Linked DNA regions of Hordeum vulgare: region 2 is linked to region 1. Evidence: chromatin contacts called from public Hi-C data. All regions are on one chromosome and are shown on one strand. The core of a region is the stretch at or near the end of the contact, and the rest is flanking DNA. Distances in the headings are between cores, read along the strand shown.

Region 1 (7,081 bases), core at 1,304-3,803:
TTCGCTTTTTTCTCATACACTCATTTCCTGTCATTGACTCTTCCCTCTTAACCTAAGTCTGCTGTTTCTGAGGCATGGGTTTTATTCAAAAAATAAAATCCACGTGTTCTTAATTTGAGGTTCATCCATAGATCATCTGGATACTTGTTGTTTTCCATTTCCTAGGTCACAGTCAGTTTTTGCATTATTTGAGTGTGGTAACAGGGGCAACATCTGGCCCTGTGATTGAACATTTAAACATATGGAGTGAACACTGGGTTGTTTGCTGTTAAAGGAAGTTTACACTAATTTTACCCCGCCTTGTACTTTCAGAGCATCAAGAAGTCCCAGTGCCCCCAAGAGCTGGAGCCTGCTGATCGAAGGACAGCTGTTCACGTCAATGTTATAAAACGGCATGGAGATTATGAGGTAGGCCTTTCAGAAGGCTAGTTCATTTGGCAGTATACCAGTGTTAAATATGCTAACCTTGTTTTTGTTTTTGTTCATCCAGGAAGCTGCAAGGCCCCGATCATCCTTCCAGGGTGTTGGTAGAACCCTTGGGGGATCTTCAGCAGATGAGAGTCCTGCACCAGCTCCCGTGACGCAAGAGCCCCACAGTGCTCCCAGGTCAATTGGCATAGTTGTGGACGACTCGCAGCCGTTTACATCTATACAGCTAAGGTTGGCGGACGGCACTCGCATGGTCGCTCGGTTTAACCTTCACCACACCGTGGGTGACATCAGGTCTTTCATTGATGCATCCCGCCCGGGAGCTGCGCGACCCTATCAGTTGCAGACTGGCTTCCCGCCCAAGCAGCTGACTGACCCTACACAGACTGTTGACCAAGCTGGACTCAAGAACTCCGTTATCATGCAGAAGATGTAGTGCTCTCACCAAGCTGGATCAGTCGCACAGAATGTCTTTCCCAGACATCATTAAATCAGTGCTGTTGAATGGTTTATCATGTCCATCAGATACTGCACTTTGCATGCAACCTCTAATGTGTTGGTTGTTTTGCCGATAAATGTCAGTGGAGTCTATATTCATATTCATATTGCTAGCAAACGATGAATGGCTATTAAAATTAATGGATGTCTGGTTGTCTATCATCAGATGGGCTTGCTTGTTCTCATTCCCTTCTGTTGAATCCTAAGAAATTGAAATAGAAGATTCAGTTCCAGTAAATTATGGTAGAGTAACCTCGTTATACTTCCAGGTAGACGATTCAGTTCCATTCTAGAATTAGCGAATTAGCAGATGACAGCAGAACGCTCTCGCCTCCAATGAGCAATGTTAGGTATAGCTAGGCTCTGAAGTTTTGGCCATTTTTCCCAATCTCCCTTTTTTGTAGGATACAAAAGTGTCACTACCTTCAAAACTGCTGTTTTGTGTTGCAAAATAGCACAGAAAGTCTGCACAGTTACTTCAAAATGTCACTACCTTCTTGAAGGCGTTGTAGCTCGAGGTCCTAAACCCTTCTTCCCCGCACTCCCATGGAAACTGTAGCTCTAGATTCCTAGACCAGGAGATGGCGATGGCGGTGGCTTCTTCTTAGGCAACGGTTTGGTGTGATCTTGGCTTGCTTGTCCCGTCGCTGCTTGCTGTGGGGATGCTAGCGCAGTGGCCCAGGACCAGCTTAGCGTGTTCCAAGGGCCATCGTGTGGCTTGCCACATCGTGTCTTTATGAAGTTAGAGCTGTCGAGGAGGGGCCTTGGCGACAACTATGACACAAGATTGGTGGTTGGTTCCGGTACTTGCTCTATGCAGACAATCACTTTTCTTCTATAATGCTCGTCGACAAAGTCAAAGTTGATTGGCCACTGACGTGGGTGGTGGAGTGTTTGGCCTAGGCCGGCATGGGTCTCGACGTTTCTTGCGGTGAGGTCTTCGTTGGTGGTCATTGATGGTAGAATTGGATTCAGCGACTCGCGGAGGAGTGATGATGGCACCGAGTGACAACCTCTACAACGTTTCTCTTCTTGACGTCGTGTGCCTTTATTGCGGTGAGGTAGCCAGGTTAATTTGGTGCCCTATCCATACCGGTGTGTTAACCATTTTCATTCATTTATGCACAAAATTAACCCAAGAACTCTTTTTTTTGAATGAATCGAGTTCCGACTTAAAAAAATCACCATTATGAATTGTTACTCAAAATACCAAAACTACCCGTCCCATCGCGTCCTATATATCTGTAGCACTGGGCAAGGCCGAGCCTTACCCGGACTCCCAAGCTGTGGGACCAAATTACTAGAATCACTTGATCTAATGGAATTACTCAAGAACAAGGGAATTTCATGATTGAATTCGGTAAAAACTGGTAGATCAGACTTGAGGAGACCCCATCTTAGTAGTATGATTGCGGGATCTGCATTGTTTGAGGGTCATCCCATCTCTTTATATCGTCTGGTCCTATACTTTCTGTGATTGTTGCTTTATATATACTCCATCCGTTCCTAAATACAGTATAAGTCTTTAAAAAGTTTCATTAGTGAACTACATACGGATGTATATAGACATACTTTAGAGTGTAGATTCACTCATTTTGCTCCGTATGTAAACTCTTAGTAAAATATCTTAAAAGACTTATATTTAGGAACGGAGGGAGTAAAACATAACAAAATTGTGTTTTGAGTCTTAGTAATACGATAGCTAGGGTTCTACGCTACGCTAGATAATTTAGGAATTACAACTTGGTGTGCCCTCGGACCTCTGCGGCGCGTGACTTTAAGCCATGTCCAGCTCACAACGGTAAGAAACAGAAATGTAAATAACAGTCACAGTACATCATAGTATAACTGGGTTTAAACTCACTGATGAAACGATGAGGTTCCATCCGAGCCGTTGAACCATCTTGAAACAACATCGTGCAATCCCAGCCGTTGCTTAACTGAATCTCTCTCATCTGTCGTCTGTCTTCAGTAGTTCCTGGGTTCATGTCCTGACACAAGCCCTCTCTGCTCAATACAGATCAGCAGTTGCTGCGCCGCCGCTGAAGCTCCCTTCTCCCAGTGCGATTTCTCTCTCCCATGTCCCGGCCGCTCTACAACCTCCGGCGACGCCTCCTCCCATCACGCTCGCACCGCCTCTCCACCACCTCCTCCACTCCGGCAACCCCCGTGGCCGTCCTCTGGGACCTGGCCGCCTCCCGCCCGCCCTCCAAACTCCCCCTCTACGACTCCGCCGTCCGCCTCCACCTCGCCGCCTCCTCCTTCGGCCGCCTGCGTTTCTCCGCTGCGTTCCTCCACCCCTGCCACCGGCTCCCCGCCCCCGATCCGTCCGCCGACGCCACCAATCTCTGCCGCGTCTGCGGCCGCCGCTTCCGCGCCCGCGACGCGCTGCTCCGCCACTTCGACACCATCCACACCCGCGAGCACGCCAAGCGCCTCGAACGAATCGAATCCTCCCGCGGCGACCGCCGTGTGCGCCTCGCCGCGTCCCTGTCTCTCAAGCTCTCCAAGTACAGCAAGGCCGCCCGCGAGCTCACCGCCGGCGTGAACCCCGGCTCTCCCGCGGACGAGCTGCGCCGAGCCAGAGTTCACGCCGAGCTCTCCAGGTACCCGTCGACTGCCCTCCGGGAGCGCGCCCAGGAGGTGCTCGACGATGGGTCCGTGGGGTGCCTGATGCTGGTCTCGGGGCGGGAGGAGCTCTCCCCTCTGCTGCGACTGGCGAGGGAGAAGGGCGTGCGGTCGGTGGTGGTTGGCGGCGAGTCAGGGCTGGCAAGGTGGGCCGACACAGGCTTCACCTGGGCGGAGGTGATCGCCGGGAAGGCCAGGAAGGCAGCGCCGTCCATGTCCGGGAAATGGCGCGACAGGGACGTGCTTAAGAGGCTGGAGTGGAGGTATGAAGGTGACGAGGAGGAAGATGTGGTGTTTGAGGAGGACGGCGACGGAGATGGTTCAGAAGAGCTGGCGGGGAGTGCAAACGGAAAGCCATGGTGGAAGCTGGAATCAGATGGCGAGGACTCGTCACCTTGCACATAAAGTGTTTGTTCATTTGCTGCTTGGGGGTTGGGATACTTCAGAGTTCAGACGAAGTACCTGTTCGGAAATCCTCCTGCTCCGTGAAAATAGAGGATTTACGGAGCACCCGTTCCCCTCCGTGTATTTTAAGTGTATTTTAACATCAGCTCCGTCAGCTCCAGGAACTGAGTTGCGGAGCGGAGGAAAGCAGAACAGGGCCGAAGTGTGGATTGTGCTACACCAGTGGTACCATCAGATCTTTGCACAATAATCCGTTTGCATGTGCAAGGAGTAGTAGTTCAATCGAAGTTCTACGCTAGGTAGAGCTTTTGCTTTAGATCATTTGAACTCTCTCTGAACTTGTGTAAGATATGAGACAAAATCACTGTTCTAATTTTATTAGTAAATATGGACACAAAATACATCCGTCTGAAAACAATTTCACGATCTAACCTTTTATGAAATGCCACAATCCGCGGCGTTATTGATCAATTAAGAAACGCCAGACTAGTTTACGTTGCTGCCCAGCCCGAAACGCCAAACTAGCTCGCGTTGCTGTCGAGGCCAAAACACCGCTGTAGCTTATGTTGCTGCCCAAGGATGAAACACCACACTTCTGCCTAGCTACGGCATCGACTTCATACAGCTTGAACGCCTGATCATTTCTCTTCGGTATATTGATTATCTAGAAGACGTAGGAACAAATTTATTTTACCTGTTGCGTCGCCCCTTCAGGTCATAGTGTAGCGACCGACGATCCATCGACGCATCAAGACGGTCTGCTCCAAGCTGTTTTTGTGGCTGTACCAACCCCCGAGCTGCCGGACGTCACCTTACTTGGCCATAGCGAGCGTGGCACGTTGTCGCCGCCCTGAGGTCTTTTTCGTCGTTGCCCCTGCCCGCGCGTTGTCGTTGTATCTCCCGCATGCGGTTCACTTGGCCATCCACACGCGTCGACTTCTATGTTGTATGGATCGTGTCTTTTTTATAGGCGTGGAAATGTCATCGTCCGTACCGGTCTTTGTCATGTTGTCGGATTCTTCGTCACCAACTTCAAACATCGCCGTCGTGCTCCTAACCTTGCCATCGCCGCCGCCTTCTTAGGCCGCCGCCGTCGCCGCTCTTCTTTCTGGTCCATGGTGACTACCACGACACGGTCACACGGGCCACCCCGACTTGACATCGACCACGGCGTCCCTCGAACGGTTATCTCGACCATGGCTACATCGTCCTATGCTCTCAGCTAGCTCGACATCGGCACAAAAGGATACCGCCTTGTTTGGCCAACTTTGTCGGTTTTCACTCCAGCCACGACTTACACGATGCATCGACCGTTACGACTATATGGAGGAATGTCCGTCGGCTTACATTTGAATTCTTCTCCGGTCCCATTGTGTGGGTCGCTACAATTGTGACCGTGGGGAATGTTGAGTATCATGATTATTGAGGAAACATATGACCGCGTAGGATTTATTTTACCTTGCCATGTACTCGAAAGGAAAAAATACACTTACTATCGGACGAAGGGAGTATAAGTATACTCCCTTCGTTTCACAATATAGTGCATTCACGATTTTCAAGATTTAAGTTCGAACATAATTTTAGTCAACGTGAGGGACTGCGATCGAGAGCAAAAATTATATTACTGAATTCGCATTCGAAAGAAATTTTCATTGGTATAATTTTTGCTTCAGTCGCAGTCTCCCTTATTGGTTAAACTAGCAAAACGGCCCGTGCGTTGCAATGGATCGTAAAGATTTTCTTACCTGAGACGTTATCATTTTGATCTAATTTTGATTCTGACTCATCATATTGATGGTGTGTACCTACGACCACACTCAGGTATCATCGACGAGGTGTTGTTCGATATTGAGGAGGCCGTGTTTATAAATTAAGTCTATTTAAAAAAGCATATATGTATATCCATCACATGCAATAGATGAACACAAATTAAGATTGTACTTATCAATTCAACTGTTATCCTCAAACAAAAGATTCAACTATTAACACTTAATTACTATCCGATGAATAGTTCAGATGTTTTTAAAATAAACCCTCATGTACTTCTGATGTTCATTAATTTTATAAGTGCATGTACAACAATATATAAATTTTTTTTTGTATTCACTACAAAAAAAGTATAGTCCATTGGTAAAAACGCGCGTGGATTCTGTCAAAAAAGGCATGTACGTAAGGTCTTAAATTATAAAATATATACAAAGAAAGAACCTAGTGCAAGTACATCATACCCAAAGATTATAACATTTTCCAAATATTTGACGCTTAAGTTTAACTCCCTCCGTCCACAAATAAGTGTACATATAGATTTGTACTTAGTCAAACCTTTTCAAATTTGACCAACTTTATAGAAAATAGTTGCAATATATATGGCATGAAAATGATATATTTGAAAACTTCATGTATAGACAAAAATATTGATACTAATTTGATGTCATAAATGCTAACACTTTTTTAATAAAGTTAGTCAAAGTTCAACTAGTTTGACTGACACAAAAGGAAAAAATACACTTATTATCAGACGAAGGGAGTATGTTACAATACTGATCGTGGATACAAAATAAAGACAAATATTGATTGACATTGTATCCTATATAGTATTTGAAAAATATTTAACATGTAAAATAATAACATATTCAAACTCTACACATTTTTTTAATCAAATTTTATATATAACATGTTTAAATTGAATTTACGGTTTAAAAAATATTATTATTTAAAAATACATATTTTTTGAATAGACTCCGGGATTATTAACCCATATGTCAGGGGGTTTATGTAAAATTTTAAAAAACTATTCACTATGACTAAAATTTGGACCGCAGGTTATTTAGCTAGAAGTAAGGGGTTTTTATGTAAAATGCAAAAAAGGTTCGGCCTCATTTATAAACGGGTTGTGGGTTAATTAACCAAAACAATAGGAACTTTTCTATAAAAATGCCACGACTAGTATCTGTTTTATTATTGGAAAATTATAAAGAGAAGCGCCGCATAGCTGTTCCATGCAGCGGCTTCCGCAGCCCCATGCGCATGCAAAAATCTTCCACCTCATGGTTACATCATCGCATTAAATGCTTTTTCCAATTTTAAAAATGATTTATCTCATAAATTAATAATTTTATTC
Region 2 (7,081 bases), core at 2,833-5,332, 180 kb after region 1:
TATCTCAGGTCTGAACCGGTCACGAAGGAGCCAGACAAAATCATTTAAAGATACTGGGACTTGTAAATCTCTGAAGCACCAGGAATATAATCTGGAAGATTAAATACAGAGAGCCAATAGAGAGAGTAATGAGACTACCAAAAGTAAAAGTCACATTGTGCCTAAGGAAGCTTGCATCACATAGAAAGAAATATCCTAGTTCTAAGGAATGTAAAATTAGGCTGAAATGTTCGGTTTTGCTTGCTAAAAAATCCAATAGTACTGAGTTGGAGGCAAATAATTCTGTTTGCTATGCTAGTATATGCAAAAAAGCTCTGTTTCCATTTGAACATGCACATATTTTCTTTGCCTCCTGCTGTTGCTAGCATTTTGCAGGAGTGTGATGATGTGTACCGCCGGGGCTTCGGCCAATCAGGGGAAATGAACATCAGATTGACCTAATTCCAGCTGCCTTCTAGCTCAACCGTGCACCATGTAGGACCAATCCCGAGGAGATTGGTCAGGTCAGCTTGGCTTTTTTTCGAGAAAACGCAAAAGACTTTTGCGTTTCATTGTATTGAAAAGATAGGTGTTTAGGTTACAATCCTCCTAGGAGGTGGTTACAGGGCCAGGAAAGAAAATCAGTGGACATCCCAAGTCTGCGGGATCGCGGCTTTGAGGCCTTGCGCGCCGGCTCTGGCCCAAAGCGCCGCTTCCTCCTTGATCTTCGCAATCAGGCTAGTGGTCGAGGGTCGTTCGCTGTCAAACACGCAGCCAATTTGGCAAGGCTGGTTCAGCGGTTGCTTGGCTCATCGGTCCTCTCAGTTGGAAGCCTTGATCGTGAGGCTCACCTCCACAAATTGAAGGTATCTATCTCATCGAAAGGTCGCACCACTCTACTGCTATATCAAGGGGAGGAGGGGGCTCAGGGATATTCACAGCTTGCTTGGCCTCTGGAAGTTAAGAAGATAATCTTTAACAAAGGAGCATAGCAGGAAAAAAAGGAGTGCAAGCTGGCAAAGTGATCTCTGGGGATTGGCACAGCCCAAGGGATCATGCCAGAAGGATATACTGTCATCTATCACGATCTGGCAGTTGACATTCGTTCGAACTTGACACACAGACTGAAAACATTACGCCACCAGAACAATCCCGCAAGGGCGCGAGGAAGGATGCTATTGTTGTTACAGTACTGCCAAACCATGTTAAGTACTAACCCTGTGAATATTATCTGTATTGTAAAAATTGTCAAGAATTTGAGCATGAGGGCCTTGTTGTGAACAGTGAGATTTGTAACACCCAACCCCTCATTGTCTTTAAGGCGCATGCCATGTTCCAGGCAGCAAGGGATTTCCTATATGTCTGCCCCATAGGAAGTGAGTCGGTCAGGGTTAATGTTTTCTTTACACCTTCAGGTAACCAGAGCATGCCCACATAGTAGGTAGGCAGAGCACTAAGGATAAATTTTACTAGTTGAATTTTACCATCAAGGGATATAAAGCTAGAGCAGGAGCAACGCGACACTCGATACGGTCCATCATGGTCTTAGATATCAGGGCGAGTAGGAACCATGGGAAGACCAATAATGGTCCATCATGAGAGGAACTCTTAAGTTTCTTTCCGTGAATGAAATCCAAAAGAACAAAGGAGGTGACCCAGCAGAAGATTGATTTAATCAATCTTTATTCGAAGGTCCAAGCTTGACAATCTTTTAACGGTTTGACCTTTCATGACACCGTATTGGTTGGATGTATGATATCAAGGATGTGTACAACTTCAATTATGATGGAACACGGACAAACATATTACATCTCCAAAATTGTTGAGCCAAAGGACATTTCACACAAGGTCTACAACATCATCAAACTACTGTTTTACCACAAAAGAAGTACTAGCGAATATAAATGCAGAGTACAGCTGCATATAATGAATTAATAACACCTACCTACCTTTAATTCCTCGGAGACGAGCTCACTATCAATGCAGTATGGACCTCTCTTCATCGCAATCTTCGCCACCTCACACCTTTCCCATAACTTGATTATGGATGCAGCCAATCCTTGAAGGTTACTGCTTCTTCCTAGACAGTGGAAACTAGAAAAGTGAATAACAGGTGGTCCTCATCAACTTAGTCCAAGATGGTAGAAAATAGAAGATTCCCGAACATTACCAAGTGCATAGTGGTAGGGCAAAGGACGAGCTAGCCTCCTAAGGATGGTCATTTCTCTATCTGTTAGCTTGGGTGGTACACCTGAAGGAAGAAGACGGAAAGGCCTACGGAATCCAGGAACAATAGCTGGCAACAAATCAGCATCCACTGGAAGGGGATCATACCCCCACCATTCAGAAAACCGTGGACCCAGCCCATCTAATAATTTGTCATCTTCCTTCGCAAGCTTGACCTCCCCAGGCAACTGTAATCGGAACTTATTCGGAGAACCAACACCAGTAACTAAAGTAGACCTAGCTAAAGGTCTGACCTCGCTAGGAGGATTTACATTAGTGCTTATATGAAATCTTGCATGTTGCTTGTTTGCAACTCCATTATTATTTTTCACTGCTGATCTACCCTCCTGGGTGTGAACTACAGGCGCTTTAGAGGATGTCATGGGATGATTTGCATCTTTCTTTCTGGAAACGCTCTGCTCCACAGATAATATATCATGATTCTCATGCTCCTCTCCTATACTCCTATGTTCTCCATATACTGTGCCAAAATTATCACCATCCTCATCTTCGTCATGAATACTATCTTCCGTATGATTCTTAACATCCTCTTCACTACCACATTGTTCCACGGATAAAAAACCAAGATCTTCATCATCGTCGGAACTGCTCTCCTCTGATGATTCATCCTTGAGACAATCATCCATCTTTTGCTGGTCATGGAAGTAAGGATATTTATAGTTGGTTCCTCTGTACAGAATGATGGTGCTTCCAGATCTCCAAATAACTAAGCCTCCAGTTTTCCTCTATCAACCAAAACACACAGAGCATTAAAATTGCACTTCAAACAACATTGAGATGAAAATAGTTGGCTCCAAGTATATAGCATTTTTCTTGTTACAAACTTTTTATGTTAAATGGAATTAGAATTCAAATTCAAATATATAGTGAAGCGATAACTATGTGCATGCTAATCCACTCATAGATTGAGTTATTTCAAGCACGCAAAGATATACAAATTCACATCTTCACCGCATGACTACAAAGTTATGGGAGCAGCATTTCGTCATGTCATTCTTCACATTTTACATCAAGAGTGTGCAATCATGTACATTGTATAGTACACAAAACATCTTATCAACTTATTCTTCAGTGTCAGAAAGGCAAATACTAACATTAAGTGGCATTCAACCTCCAAAGCCAATGCATGTTCACATATACTGATACACCTGTGCACAAGCAGCAGCGAGCAAACCTGAACTGGGAACACATAGCAAGGTTCCACAGGGTGGTGCTCACCTCGAGGACCTCGTGGGTGCGCCTCATGTTCATGGCGGAGATATCATCGCACCTGATCTTGACGAGCTCCGCATTGCGCCATCGCTCGTGTATCCCGTTCACGATCCCCTCTGTGACGCCGGGCTTCCCCACCTTGAGCCTCTTACGCAGCCGGATCCCGACCCCCTGCAGCCGCCGCAGCTCGTCCCGCGGCAGCGTAAGCTCCGCAGCGGACGGCGGCGTGGGTGCTGCTGCCGCATCCCTCCCCCGCCTCTGCCTGCGCCGCGCTGCGTCCGCCTCGCCGTCGCCAGTGGCCCAGCTGGGGTCTAGCGTGGAGCCGACGCGGTGGCGAGGGAGCTGGGCCGGGGTGGGCACGAAAATCTCCCCGGGGGACGGAGCGTCGGCTCTCGGGTCCTGGGCCAGGGCTGGAATGGGGACCTCCGGGGAGGTCTCGAGATATCCGAGGCTGCGGAGCTTGTCGGAGATGCGGCGGAGCGCGGACTTGGCGAGGAGCTCCGGCTCTGAGGAAGGCGAGGCGCGGACGGGAGGGAGGCGGGGGTGAGGGTGGCGGGGTCTGGAAGTCGCGACGGGGAGGGAGAGGATGAGAGGGGACGGATGGGGGGAGAATTGGAGGAGCATTTGGGCAGGGTGGGGTGGGAACCGATGGAGAAAGAGGGGTTTAAGCCGCGAGCTGGAGGATAAGAGCGTCTCCATCCGCGCCCCCAACACGGCCTCCCCGATCATTTTATTTTGCGCAGTGATCTGTGCCCCGGCGCGTCGGCCCAAACTTTAGGCCTGTTGCGCGCTGGTCACACGATCCATCAACCCCGTGCGTCTGCATCGTTGGATCTTCATGTAACATTTTTTTTCGATGCAGTAAAATTTCGATGCGATGCAGCAATTTTTTCAACGGTTGCAAGAAAAAACAAAATTTGTAACAAAAGAATATCTGCGTAATCGTAGCAAAAAAACGAAGCTAATGGTACATGATAGCAAAAGTGAAACGTCGGTTGTAACAAATATTTACGTGACGTGTATGCATCTTTTTTTAGTGAACGTTTGCAACAAAAAATGATGCCGGTTGTAGCAAAAATTAACACGGTTGTAGCAAAGGTAAAAAACATCGATTGTAACGAAAAATTCGAAGAACTGGAGTTGCAACCAAACGTATATGCAGCTTTTTTACTGGACAAATGTAGGAAAAAATAACGCTTGCAACAAATATGACGCTGATTGCAACAATTTAAACAAAAAAATGGTGTATGCCCAGTCAACGGGCGCGCGCGGTCGCGTGCGGCCGGCCGAACGGTTTGGCCGGCGCACCGGCCAGAAACGATTCCCTTTTATTTTTCTGCAGGTCGGAGAAAAACGGCCCAGCCGCATTTCAGGAGGCCATTTTTCACCGGACCCCGGCGGTCTCAGCCTGAACCCAGCACACTGGGGGGCGCCCGGAGGCGTCGGTGGAACAAAAAACGACGCGCTGGGTCACCTGTCACGCGAAAAAAAGCATTATCTTCTCCGGAACTCTATGGCTCCTGTCGGTTGTCGTAGCATCGACGTGAAAGTTGATATTTAACTATTACAACATGATCATCCCATACATCCAATATATAATATCATATCATTGGTCATATCACATCATAAGCATACCCTGCAAAAACGAGTTAGACGTCATCTAATTTGTTGTTGCGTGTTTTACGTGACTGATATGGGTATCTAGTATGATCACATCTTACTTATGCAAAGCCACAACGGTGATATGCAAATTGATATCTAACCTTCTCCAAGGACCGCCTTGGTCAAATCCGATTCAACTAAAGTTGAAAAAACAGACATCCGTCAGTAACCTTTATACAACAAGTTGCATGTCAGTCGATGAAATTGGTCTCTCGTAAGCGTACGAGTAAAGTTGGTCTGGACCGCTTCAATTCAACAATGTCGCCGAATCAAGAAAAGACTAAGGAGGGCAGCAAATTGAACATCAACGCCCACAAATCTTTTGTGCTCTACTCGAGATATCGTCTACGCATGAACCTAGCTCATGATGCCACTGTTGGGGAACGTTGCATGGGAAACAAAAAAATTCCTACGCACGCGAAGACCTATCATGGTGATGATCATCTACGAGAGGGAGATCGGATCCACATATCCTTATAGATCGCTAAGCGGAAGCGTATATAACGCGGTTGATGTGGTGGAACATCTTCGCGATCCAAATCGCAGCTCGTCCCGCGATCTCATCACGATCCGTCCCGCGATCCCATCACGATCCATCCAGATCTAGTGTCGAACGGACGACACCTACGCGTTCAGCACATGTACAACTCGATGACAATCCCCGCCTTCTTGAACCAGCAAGATGGGGCGGAGAGGTAGATGAGTTCTCCAGCACAGCGGCGTGGTGGTGGTGATTGTGAACTAATCCAGCAGGGCTTCGCCTAAGTACTGCCGAACTAGAGTAGAGGAGAAACATATCTAGAGAGAAGTAGAAGAAGCATGTGGCAATTGTTGTGTCTCAAAAACCCTCAATAGCTCTAGTATATATAGGAGGAGAGGAGGGAGGCCGCCATCCCTAGGGCTGCCCCTTTGGGTCGACCAAAGTGGGAGGAGAGGAGTCGTCCTCCTCCAGTCCTACTCCTAGTAGGATTCCCCTTCCGCTTGGAAACATTTTCCACCTTTTGTATGTTTCCCTATTTTCCACTCAAGTCGCATGGGTCCTTAGGGGTGGCTTCGGCAGCCTCCTCTCTTGGCCCATGAAGCCCTAGGGTCGTCACACCCCTCCCGGTGGTCCCCTCGCACCCTCTCAGCATTCCCGGTACACTACCGATGAGCCCGAAACCTCTCCGGTGACCAAAACAGGACTTCCTATATATCCATCTTTACCTCCGAGCCATTCTGGAGCTCCTCGTGGCGTCCAGGATCTCATCCAGGACTCCGGACAACTTTCAGTCACCAACACCTATAATTCAACTATACCAAAACATCACTGAACCTTAAGTGTCCAGACCATGCGGGTTCGAGAACTATGCAGACATGACCTGAGACACTCCCCGGTCAATAACCAATAGCGGGACCTGGATGTCCATATTGGCTCCTACATATTCTATGAAGATCTCTATCGGTTGAACCTCTATATCAGGTATTCAGTTAATCCCGTATGTTGTTCCCTTTATCCTTCGGTATGTTACTTGTCCGACATTCGATCGTTGGTATCTTCATACTAGTTCAATCTCGTTACCAACAAGTCTCTTTACTCGCTTTGTAATACAAGATCCCGTGACTAACTCTTTAGTCACATTGCTTGCAAGGCTTGTTTGTGATGTTGTATTACCGAGTGGGCCCCGAGATACCTCTTCGTCACACAGAGTGAGAAATCCCAGTCTTGATCCATGCCAACCCAACAGACACCTTCGGAGCTACCTGTAAAGCACCTTTATAGTCACCCAGTTACGTTGCGATGTTTGATACACACAAGGTATTCCTCCGGTGTCCTGGAGTTGCATGATCTCATGGTCATAGGAACAGATACATTGACATGCAGAAAATAGTAGCAATAAACTGACGCGGTCATATGCTACATTTATAGTTTGGGTCTTGTCCATCACATCATTCTCCTAATGATGTGATCCCGTTATCAAGTGACAACACTTGTCTATGG

Evidence for each region. A called contact is a pair of places that touch in the nucleus more often than the background predicts.
Region 2: a Hi-C map of seedling shows a contact between it and region 1, with 4 times the contacts expected there. The contact joins the promoter of LOC123426943 here to the promoter of LOC123430389 in region 1. A contact is called at or near these places in 4 of 6 Hi-C or Micro-C datasets (leaf and seedling) and 1 of 1 datasets of contacts at active chromatin or transcription factors (embryo).

The regions. Positions count from the first base shown.
Region 1 is chr2H:516,045,594-516,052,674 of MorexV3_pseudomolecules_assembly, forward strand. It overlaps LOC123430389, which reads left to right and starts at 2,554. Exons shown (of 2, transcript XM_045114256.1): 1 at 2,554-4,013; 2 at 4,163-4,361. The coding sequence starts at 3,007. The coding sequence ends at 3,960. LOC123426942 (plant UBX domain-containing protein 4-like) reads left to right here. Exons shown (of 4, transcript XM_045110861.1): 3 at 313-408; 4 at 491-1,089. The coding sequence ends at 865.
Region 2 is chr2H:516,219,287-516,226,367 of MorexV3_pseudomolecules_assembly, forward strand. It overlaps LOC123426943 (CRM-domain containing factor CFM2, chloroplastic), which reads right to left and starts at 4,083. Exons shown (of 13, transcript XM_045110864.1): 1 at 3,445-4,083; 2 at 2,150-2,951; 3 at 1,929-2,059. The coding sequence starts at 4,062.